Linked DNA regions of Hordeum vulgare: region 2 is linked to region 1. A link is a contact called in public Hi-C data. All regions are on one chromosome and are shown on one strand. Each heading gives the region's core, a stretch centred on a gene start, on an enhancer-like site or on the middle of the called end of the contact. The rest is flanking DNA. Distances are from core to core; before and after follow the strand shown. Region 1 holds the start of LOC123426645 (serine/threonine-protein kinase D6PK-like). Region 2 holds the start of LOC123426649 (ATP synthase subunit d, mitochondrial).

Region 1 (2,525 bases), core at 13-2,512:
CCCAAGCGCAATAAGCCTCTTGTCCGTGCTTGTCTGCCCAGAAGCCCGCGCGGAGGTGCGCACGTTGAACGATCTGAGGAGCCGGTCGAGGTCATCCTCGACCGAGCACGACCGAGCCCCATGCTCCTGCCCCACCGGCTTCACCCTCACCCTCAGGTGGGTGACCCCGCCCGGACGGACATCTTTCGTCTCATCCACCAGCTCGACTATCTCCGTGCACCCTGAAGAACCCATCCTCTCCGGTGCTCCCACCGCCTCCAGAACTCCTCCCTCCTAGCACAGTATTGACTTACGGAGCTTTGCAAGCAGCAACCGCATCTGGGTGGGTGGTGATGCGCTTCAAGTTAGGACCGTTGGTGCCAGCAGTTTGGTGACCAGAGAGTAGGTAGAAACTGGATCAAGAAGCGGCATCACGAGGCCCTGCAAGAGAGTAAGCAGAAACTGGATCAGATGGTGCGGGTATCCAGGCACAAGAAAGAACCTTATCGGCACTACTAACATAGTGGAGGAAAAAGCGCAGGAATCTGAGGCAAAACTGGAGCTTGAGCCGATCTTGGTGCTCTTGTACTCATTGTCACCCCCTTCCCCACTCCGTAGTAAAAATTTGAAAAAAAAAACTATAGAAAAAACGAAAGCAAAAGGGACATAGATGCGGTAGGTGAGGTGGGGTTTCGCTCTCTCTCTCTCTCCCCCCTCTTTTTTGCAGCGAACTGATGCAAGATCCGTAAACCTCCGGCCGGCTTGAGGGACAAGAAGACGCAAGCAGCGGATGGGAGAACAAAATGGGAGTTACTTTGAGCTAAGTCAAAGGCACAAACGCGCGGAGTCTAAAAAAAACCAGATTTATGCACGAAAGAAGAGAACCGGGGGATTTGGAGCGTGAGAATCTTACCGGCGGGAGGACGGCGGCGACGACGGAGGCGAGATGATGTAGGGTTTTGAAGGAGCGGCGGCGAGCAGGACCAGGGAGATGCGGATGTGGACGAGAAGCGGGGGAAGAGGCGGCAGTCAGCTTGAGCAGCAGCGGCAGCAATGCGCGCACATCTCACGAGGATGCAAAAGAGGAAGGCGAGATGAGAGCGGCTGCCTCCTCTCCCCTCACACCTATGGACGCCGCTCCTCCCTGCTACACTCACCAAACTCACGCACGGTGCCTCCTCTTTCCTATCCTCTCTCTCTCTCTCACTCACTCTAGCCCCATGCTATGGCTACGCGGGCGGGCGACGCGCCCCACCGCAAACCAATAAAAACACGCACCACCCTACGCTAGGATTCATTTATTTATGGCCGCTGTTTATTAATGCTACCTGTTGCAGGGCGTAGCGTGCCTCCTTTCACGCGTCCCTCTCCTCTTCCCTTTTTCGTGTCCCCGTCTCGAATGTGTAGCCAGGGGGGAGGGCCTTTTCTTTTTTCCTTTTCCTTTTCACGACTTGTTTTTATCACGCTCGGCGCCGGGAGAGGGCAACAAGAATACGACCCGGACGCAGAAAGCAAACTGTGGTGATTTGTTTGTTTAAACGGATTCAAACCTATAGAGACTGTAGCTCTAGCAGCGGTTAAGCTTACTGTTCGGTAATACTTGGGTGGGTGCAATCGCGGCAACAATCGTGATCAGCCAGACAGTAGAATAGCGACCCCGCAGGAGAAAAAAAATGAATGGGGGGCATCGGGTTACTGGAGTAGTGGTAGTAGTAATCTGCGTGCTGCATTCGCGGGAGGCGTGCTGATTGTGCCGTTACCTCCGTGGTCTGTCACGTCAACAGTGATGCGTCATGTCCTGCCGCCGCTCCGACGCATGGTTTCCACTTAACTACTGTATTCTGCCTAAGCCCTTTTCAGAAGAGAAAAGAAAAAAAAACTGCGCCTGCGCTTAGTGCGGCCGTGGCGAGCTCGGCCTCGTGAGTGAGGGGCGGTAGCTTGGCAGGAGTACTGTGCTGGGGGCGCACCCCTGTACGTGTCCCAATCGCACCTCACATGCGGCTCGTGCGCGCCTTGTTGCCGCGCCGCACCGCGTTCGTTACGTTCGCATTCACTCGCTCCACGCGCGCATCGCGACACATCCTCCGGTATCCATCGCCCGATCCTGTGCCCAGACGCGCCGGCGCCGTGACGCCGTCGGCTGGGGTGTAAGAGCATGGTTAACAGTATAGCCAATTGCTGGCTATAAGCAGTCTTATAGCTCATCTTATAGCTAGCGTGTATAATAATTAGCTATAAAAGAGTACTATTTTTATCATATATGACCCACCTTTCATTTTCACAAAGCATTTAGGAGCACGTGCTAGAGCTGGCTTTTCACGAAAAGCCCGCTTTCCTTCTCTCTCCTCTTCTCTCTCATCCAACTCAGCAAAAATATAGTATTTTAATCATTACAGCCTGCTGACTGTACCTTATTGTACTTGCTCTAATCCTGCCCAATACCACCGCAGTCGTCAGTATAGACTCAGCTTCAGCTTCTTGGCTGATACCGACTGGCTGGCCAGTGTATATATGCACATGTTAGTAATTTCTCCGTTGCATGCAGC
Region 2 (2,525 bases), core at 16-2,515, 580 kb after region 1:
GGCCTAATACTGCAGCATCGTTAGTCCTTCTCCCCCATTTTTCATAGTTTTTGGTCTAGTTTTTTCTCTATGGGTTTCTTCTCCATTTTTTAGTGGCGTGGCCCAATTTTCTTTGTTCTTTTGTTGTTTCTTTTTTTTGCTGGTTTTTCTCTGGTTTATTTCTCTTTCTTCTCGATTATCTTTTGTTTCTTCCTTGGGCTTTCTTTTTTTCACCGTTTTCCGGTTTTCTTTTTCTATTTAGTTTTTTTTAGTTTCTTTCTTTGTTTTTTCGTCAACACATGTCTATATTTTTGCTACACATTATACATTTTTCGTATACGTCAAGAACGTTGTAATGCACGTTTAACATTTTCTAAGTACATGATTAATATATTTTTAGAATAATTTTTTTGATGTCTATTGTTTTCACACACATTGTATATTTCTAATATACATTTAAAATATTTCAACACACACATACACATATAAGTCTATTTATCGTAAATATATAAAAGTCTATTGTCATCCAGGATGAAGAATAAGTAATTCTTTATCCTAATAAAAACTAACAAAAGACATGGTTCTTTTGGATGTGGTAATTTTACCTCACACATGTCGTAATCTTACCTCATCGTCGTGTTGGAATCTTACCTCACATGCATTAAATTCTCACCCGTGATGTTATAATCTGACCTCACCTCACACATGTATGTCGTAATCTTATCTGACATGCATGATACATTAGTTTCTCACGGTCAATTTTAAGAGCCCTCACGGTCAATTTTAAAAGCCCTTAACTACACACCGTAATATTACCTTACATGCATTTGGGTTCTTATGGTGACTATGTGATGCATGAAGAGGTGAGGTGAGGAATTTTTATTCCTCATCCAAGATGACGAATAGTCGATCCATATTGTATATTTTTTATGCCTACTTTAATATAGTACATTTTTATGTCTACTTTTCTTCATACGCATTATACATTTTTCTTATACATCTGATACATTTGTTTAAAATTTGACATATACACATTTAACATTTTTTAAACACAATATTAACCTTTTAAAAAAAATATGTATTTTTGGGTGTCTACTTTTTTTTATACACACTATACATTTTTGTATACATCCGGAATATTTTTTATATATACAAGTTTAACACTTCACTCGAAATGATGAAGAGTCCTGTGTCACGGGCCAAGACCAAGCAGGCCGCATTAACAGTCACCGGAGAAATGCAACTTTAGGGTAACGGAAAGCCTGCTCCACAGCACCAAATGGCTGAGATCGTTTAGAGTGAAGATCTAGCGGCTGAAATTGCCTGGAGCGGGGAAAGCGCTCGTCATTCTAGCGCCGCATAAACTTGGGACTTGGGAGGAGATAACAGGGACATATAACTCTGGACCGATCTCAACTCCTGAAACAATCAAGATTTACACAGACACAGGTCTAGCAAGGTTAGCAGATCCAGAGCCGAAGATGAGCGGGGTGAAGAAGGTGGCGGACGTTGCGGCCAAGGCCGGGAAGGCGATCGACTGGGACGGCATGGCGAAGATGCTCGTCTCCGAGGAGGCCCGGAAGGAGTTCGCCAACCTCCGCCGCACCTTCGAGGACGTCAACCACCAGCTCCAGACCAAGTTCTCCCAGGTATTATTCCAATCGCCGGGGTCCAGTCCCTGTCTCGCGCTCGGCTAATCGATCTGGCCAATGTAGCTAGGGTTTGGTCCTCGGTCAGATCAGATCAGGGGAATCGTTAACTTTCGCTAGTCAACGCGGTTGCGCCTGGGATTCGCAGATCCATGAATAGGGGGCAATCAAATATCGATTCGCTTTTAGGATTTACCTGCCCAGTTGGTTTAGTTGTCAAACTAGTGAACGATTTAGGGATCTGATGCAGGATTTGAGAGGAGGTTGAGACATGAGCAAGAACATTTGGGGAAATTTCTGGATGCGTCGTATATCCTGTGTCTCTCCCTATTGTTCCTCTTTATCTTTGGCAGTACATTTTACATTTTACTCCGTGTAGAACAACGTATTCACAAGTCACTGCACACCCCAACATTACTGACTGGAAAAGGTGTGGTTCTGTCTCAATACAGGCATGTAGGATGGACTAAGTAGCCTTCTTTGGCATATGTTATATGCTTGTAAACTTTAACCCTATTTGTTGTTAGCTTTGAATTTAACTTGTGTATGCTAGTCTTATGGCTACCTATGAAGCATGCATGGCCATTTCTGGCATATCGACTGATCTGAGAGATCTATATGTATTGCTACTGCAGGAACCACAGCCAATTGACTGGGAATACTACAGAAAAGGAATCGGATCAAAAGTTGTGGATATGTACAAGGAGGCTTATGATAGTATGTGTATTTCGTATTCTCCATCTATTTGCATTTCCAGGAAACCACTGTGCTATAAATTTGTAAACAAGATGGTTTTGATTTAATACTGGATTCTAAACTTGTGGATGATGTGTCTTCCGAAGATTAAGAATTAGGATACCACCTGTAACGTGCTTATAGTTTAAGATGCTCCCTTTA

What was found. A called contact is a pair of places that touch in the nucleus more often than the background predicts.
Region 2: a Hi-C map of seedling shows a contact between it and region 1, with 7 times the contacts expected there. The contact joins the promoter of LOC123426649 here to the promoter of LOC123426645 in region 1. A contact is called at or near these places in 3 of 6 Hi-C or Micro-C datasets (leaf and seedling) and 1 of 1 datasets of contacts at active chromatin or transcription factors (embryo).

The regions. Positions count from the first base shown.
Region 1 is chr2H:457,989,795-457,992,319 of MorexV3_pseudomolecules_assembly, forward strand. LOC123426645 (serine/threonine-protein kinase D6PK-like) reads right to left here and starts at 1,263. Exons shown (of 3, transcript XM_045110510.1): 1 at 893-1,263; 2 at 1-420. The coding sequence starts at 234.
Region 2 is chr2H:458,566,777-458,569,301 of MorexV3_pseudomolecules_assembly, forward strand. LOC123426649 (ATP synthase subunit d, mitochondrial) reads left to right here and starts at 1,266. Exons shown (of 5, transcript XM_045110514.1): 1 at 1,266-1,628; 2 at 2,264-2,345. The coding sequence starts at 1,461.